Regions from separate parts of the Mus musculus genome. Here region 2 is linked to region 1. A link is a contact called in public HiChIP or PLAC-seq data. All regions are on one chromosome and are shown on one strand. The core of a region is the stretch at or near the end of the contact, and the rest is flanking DNA. Distances in the headings are between cores, read along the strand shown. Region 1 overlaps Gm31012 (a long non-coding RNA gene). Region 2 overlaps Hlcs (holocarboxylase synthetase (biotin- [propriony-Coenzyme A-carboxylase (ATP-hydrolysing)] ligase)).

Region 1 (2,700 bases), core at 198-2,697:
CACTCTGAGAGCTTCCCACAGCTTCTGGAGTGTCCCGCTACCTTGTAACATAGGCGTTGTTTCACTGAACAGATTTGTAAGTAGGCAGCATGGAACCTTGGGAAAATCACATCTCCAGGACAAGGGCAGATGCCTCTGTGGGGGTGAAGCCTACGAGAGACCCCAGTTCCTCTAGGCTGGCTGCCTGACGAAGGGACCATATGAACAGCTTCTTAGCTCTGTTCTCCTGTGAGAACAGAGTAAGCAGAGACCTGCACCCCATGTTGCCTTTTGTCTGAGAAGGGAATGTCGGGGGGGGGGGGGAGGGAACTTTCCAGAAAGAAGGGTTTCTTGGCTCTTGGCTTCTGGAGTCACAGAGATTCACAGCTTGGAGTCAGAGGGAAGGGTCAAATTGTGCCAATCAGTGGAGCTTGGCTCCGAGTTCTGCTATACCAAACCTAACGGTCATAAAGCGCTGGCCCCACAGACTAGCCATGACCAGTGGTGGACATCATTCTCTTACACGCCACCCTGCACAAGGTAAGGGTGCGTCAGCTTCAAATGTTTGTCTTTAATAATATAGAAATTATTAATTAATATAATAATTAGTCACTTGTCTCTAATAATAAAGATAGCAATTAGATAATTAAAAGCTAGTCACATACAAGGCTCTGGTCAGAAGGGAACTAGAAAAACACAGAGTCAAACACTTCAGGGTATTAGCCACCGCTTTTAAGAGTAACGCTTCTTGGGACTGGAGAGCAACACTCAAGACTCTGCACTGCTTCTGCAGAGGGACCTGGATTTGTCTCCAGTCGCGGGTGGCTTACAGCTGCCTGTAACTCCAGCTCCAGGGCCCCATGGCCTCTTCTTGTCTCTGCGGTATTCCTCCCGTGTGTGCATCCACCCACGAAGACACACAAACACACGGCTTTTTAAAAATTAACTTTAAAAAAAAATCTAAAACTAAAAAGTAAAGAATTCTAAAAGAACTAGACAATTGGGTCCATGTGGAAGAGAAAACTGGGCCTTTAGAGACAGAACAGAACCAATGTCCACCACCAATGTCTCGTTTCTGCACCAGAGCATCAGGAAAAGGAACACCCGGGAGAAGTAATCACAAACAGGGCGTCCAAGGACAACTATTCTTAAAACTGAGCTCTGGTGTCTTAAGCAGACAAGCTTACTTTTCCTGAGCAATAGAAGAATAAGCAACAAGAAAAAGGGAAAGAAAAAGGAATTAGGACATTAAATGTAAACGCCGTGGTGGATGCCTGAAGAGTGCCGATCCCCCTCCCAGCCAAACACTGTGACCGGCTGTCTCTTCTGTTTTCTCCCCAGAGAATTAAGAAACGACTGTATGATAATTCATTTGCCTTTAGCACAGGAACCACAAGGATATAACCACATATTACTCAAAAATGGGGAGTTCATGTCACATTATTTTCCGTTGGTGAGTAATGGACGGGAAACGGGAAATGTCACTAGAAGGCTGGCCGGCCATCTGGTGGGAGCTTTCCTGTGACCACGGCAGCTGATCAGTGTGGAAAGACTACAGCAGCGGGGTCTCAAGCTGTTAGGCTTCTCCAGGGAACTTGGGTTCATGCATGGAAGGCAGGCAATAAAGTCCAATTATTCTGGATGCGGCTGCAAAAGGCGTATGAAAATTATCTCACGCAGGGCAACGCTGCCGCTAAGTGTTTTTTAAAACAGCCATCAGTCATCCCAGGTAACGGAATCAAACAAGCCAATCCATCTCAGAGGAATGGCTCATTAATCAAAAGGTGGTGGTGAGATGCTGGCAATCTTTCATTGTTCCACGTGTGATATTTTAAATCCGACGTGCTGACAGGATGGTTGGTGGGTAGGAAATTATCACACCCAAGGAGGACTGCCAAACTCCACAGTGCCAGACCACTTGTGGGTCATCATTTATCACGGATCCCTGGTTTGCCCTGCTGAGGCGTTGGAGTCTTACCCAGTAGACATGGAGCCTGTAGTTGAAAACTTGACAGTGCTATAGACTCTTACTATTGAGTAATTGAAACTTTGGGGGAACCGTGAGGGCCCCTGGGGGCCTCAGAGCAGAGTCTTGACCATGGCTTCCCTAGACTCCAGAGGTCCTGATGCTCACAGCTGGGTCAGGGCAGGGCAGGGCAGGTCTATGAGGATGCGATTTCTTCTCAGCCCTCAGAGTTGCCGCTTCAGGAGCGCAGTAAGACTCTGCTACTTAGCTTGGGAAAGCCTGCAGAAAAGATTAATCACAACAGAAAGAAATTCTTCTGGTGTATGATTGAGCTAACTTCATGAGCGTCGAGTGCTAGCGGTTGCCTTGTGGGGCTTGACGTTTATTTAAATTGAGCATGCTTTTAAAAACAGTAATAACTAAGGGCTTCATCGGGTTCCGTTTGTCTCTACCTCAGTACAGATGAAACCCTCCACGGTCCTGCTGGGCTTTGTCTTGTGGGCTAATAAAGTCCACAGACTTTCCTAGGCTTAGTTTTGCCTAGAGGGAGGCGCCATGTGAAGAATTGAGTAAAAAGGGGAGATAGCTCAGCTGGGGAGATGGCTTACCCAGTGAGGTGCACAAACAGGGGACCCTGAGTTCAGTCCTTAGCAGGCATGGAAACACCAGGCTCCATGGCACAGAGCGTGTTCATAATACCAGGCCTGAGTGAGGGGCCTGGTAGGTCCCCAGAGCTCACTGCCTTCCCCCAATCA
Region 2 (2,840 bases), core at 183-2,682, 270 kb before region 1:
TTGTATACTCGGTAATCATTTGCTTGGTTTTATTTAAAGCTCAGCCACTCAATTAATACCTTGTGAGCTCCAGCAGGACACAGGTACCAGTTAGTGGGGTGAGGTGCTTGTACCTAATTATCAGAACTGTATAAACCTGATGTGGCCTCACACACCTGTAACCACAGTGCAGGTAGTTCAGGATCACAGTTACATGGTGAGTTTAAGGCTAGCCTGTCTCATATGAAGCAAAGAAAGAAGTAAAAAGAAAGAAAAAAAAAAAGAGAGAGAGAGAAACAGCCAAGGGCTGGAGAGATGGCTCAGAGGTTAAGAGCACTGACTGCTCTTCCAGAGGTCCTGAGTTCAATTCCCAGCAACCACATGGTGGCTCACAACCATCTATAATGGGATCCGATGCCACCTTCTGGTGTGTCTGAAGACTGCGACAGTGTAATCACATGGAATAAATAAATCTTTAATAAAGAGAAACAGCCAATAAGGGAATCAATCTGGAGGACGTGGTTAAAACCTCATCCTTGTAGCTCACGCTCATCTTAGAGAAAGAAGCTATAGAGGCGGCTGCCATTTACAAGTGACCTGAACCCCTCTGGTGGCTGGAAGTGTTTTATCTGGAGTCTATAGGGTACAGACAAGTTAGCCCATAGTAACAGAGCCATGACCTGACCTGGGCCAACCCGGATATGCTCACTAGACATCTGGCTATGTCCTGGCAAGTCAGCCAGGGATGTTTGGCTACTGGGGCCCAGGCCAGATCTCATGACTTCCCATGAGTTGTGAAAATGTCAGGTTCGTCGGTGCCTGTTCATGCCACTAGGAAAGGTAGCTGTGTGCTCGGCCCTTTGCAGGGAGGGCATGTGGTGTGAAGGTGGAAGGTTGGTCGGCAGTCGTTTAATCTGTTTGTCTGTAACCAAGATGATCGCATTCCTTTCTTGGAGAGTACACACAGCCAGCCATTGATGTGGAAACTGAGAAAAAGCAAGACTCGGAATATTTAGAGTTTTTCTTTAATGCTTAACATGATTTCTGACCAGCATGAGATCCGGTTGTACTTCTGGTCCTAGGTGGACACATCACTGGGTGGCGAGCCTAAGACTACTCCCCGAGAAGGCTGTGAGCCTACAGCCAGGGGAGGCTGTGAGTAGGTCTACAGGTCTGGTGCAGTCAGACACATGTGATAAGAAAAACTTCTCAAACGTTGGTTTAGGGGTTAACACGAGTCCTAATTAGGAACAGTTTAGACAGGTTTAGAATGGCGTGTTCACGAGTGTGTTCTCGGAGGTGTGACCACTCACTCACCTGTGTCCACGTAGTATGGAGACAGAGGCTGAGCAGTGGGTGGGTTTACAAATGCATTGTATTAAAACCCTGTAAATGTGTAAAGAAAAAATAACTGTAATATCGTGTTGGGTAATGAAGCAGCTATTTCCCCTGTTTGTTAGGTCGCCTCTCCTCACTTCCTCTTTCCTGAGTTTGTTTTAAGGCTTATTTACAACCTTTGTTTTTCTTTCAAATAAAACACCTGTTTTGGAGCAAGAGCTTCATGGTTCTCACCTGCCCCTTACCAGGTTCTTATACGCGGGCACACCTCGGGGACAGAGAGGTCTGTTTCTGCATGGAGGGTATTCCGTCACTTGGAGAGCCCAAAGCCACATACTTTCTGCGTTGCACAAGAAGTCATTCATCATTTTCAGTTTAGACAAAATGCTAACACTCCCCGAAGAGTATTCAAATTAGCAAGGAGAAGGGTGAGGTCAGTGGCTGGTAGAGGAGCTTCTCCTAGGCCGTGGGAAGGGCATGGGGAGCAGGAAGAGTCCAGAGAGGATGGGAGCCTAGTCCTGCCTGTGGGTTCCAGAGGTCACCGGAATGGTAATGGAGTTTTCACAGTTTGGAGCTGGAGAATGTGTGTGTATGTGTGCAGCGTTTACCCAAAACCGAAAGTGCCTGGTGGGGCAGGTGGCCATGTTAACAGCCTGGAAACCTTGGGCTACTTTTAACAGCCTGGGGTGCAAAGTGACTCTCTCAGCCTGTCTGGGCCAGCTTCCTTGTTTGTAAGGTGAGAGGGCTATGCTGTATCTGTGGCTTAAGAATGTCTAATATTGCAATTCTTTCTTTTTATTCTTTTCTCATATATCACATCCCAACCACAGTTCTCCCTCCCACCCCATGCCTCCCCGTCTCTTCCTCCCCACCTCTGCCTCTCCTCAGAAAAGATCAGGTCTCCCAGGGACATCAACCCACCAGAGTCATTACAGTAAGACCTAGCACATATCATTACGTCTAGGCTGGACAAGGCAGCCAGTAGGAGGAAAAGGGTCCTACAAGTAGGCAAAAGAGTCAGGGACAGCCCCACCCCCACTGTTAGGAGCTTATTTTGTTTGTTTTTTTGTTTTTTGTTTTGTTTTTGTTTTTTGTTTTTGTTTTTCGAGACAGGGTTTCTCTGTGTAGCCCTGGCTGTCCTGGAATTCACTTTGTCGACCAGGCTGGCCTCGAACTCAGAAATCCGCCTGCCTCTGCCTCCCGAGTGCTGGGAAGGAGCTTATTTTTTTAAGTAATAAACTCCTTCTCAAATGAGGTAAATACAGGAATCTACATACAAGTAGCCACAGGGGCTTTCCCAGCCTTAGGGCTTGCATGGAGGCTGGACAGGAAGGTACCTGAAGTCCTTCAGGCTGGGATACTCCCTTGCTGGCTGACTTCTTTTATTTTGAGCTCTCACGTTCTCTCCTTTAAGCCCTTTATGCCTCCTGGAGGTGCTGTTCAGTCGGAAGGTAAACTCGCTTTTCCCTGCGGATGTTCCATGCCACGGGAGAGTCTTATTCACAGCACACGGTGTCATGCGA

What was found. HiChIP or PLAC-seq counts read pairs in DNA pulled down with a chosen protein or histone mark.
Region 2: a contact with region 1 is called in an H3K27ac HiChIP or PLAC-seq map of the HPC-7 cell line, with 9 times the contacts expected there. The contact joins two enhancer-like sites. A contact is called at or near these places in 4 of 115 datasets of contacts at active chromatin or transcription factors (the HPC-7 cell line, embryonic basal ganglia, embryonic stem cells and 1 more) and 1 of 9 other capture datasets (pancreatic islet).

What each region holds. Positions count from the first base shown.
Region 1 is chr16:93,956,363-93,959,062 of GRCm38.p6, reverse strand. Gm31012 (a long non-coding RNA gene) reads right to left here. Exons shown (of 2, transcript XR_385072.3): 2 at 1,341-2,224. It also overlaps a transcript of Cldn14 not described here. Among named protein-coding and RNA genes, the nearest start is that of Cldn14, 28 kb to the right of the region's middle. Within about 2 kb of position 1,447, at least 26 of the 459 cell types and tissues checked have an H3K27ac peak or open chromatin away from gene starts, as enhancers often do. A contact at or near this core is called in the HPC-7 cell line, where this site is marked.
Region 2 is chr16:94,222,068-94,224,907 of GRCm38.p6, reverse strand. The region is part of intron 6 of Hlcs (holocarboxylase synthetase (biotin- [propriony-Coenzyme A-carboxylase (ATP-hydrolysing)] ligase)); the gene reads left to right. Among named protein-coding and RNA genes, the nearest start is that of Hlcs, 67 kb to the left of the region's middle. Within about 2 kb of position 1,432, at least 100 of the 459 cell types and tissues checked have an H3K27ac peak or open chromatin away from gene starts, as enhancers often do. A contact at or near this core is called in the HPC-7 cell line, where this site is marked.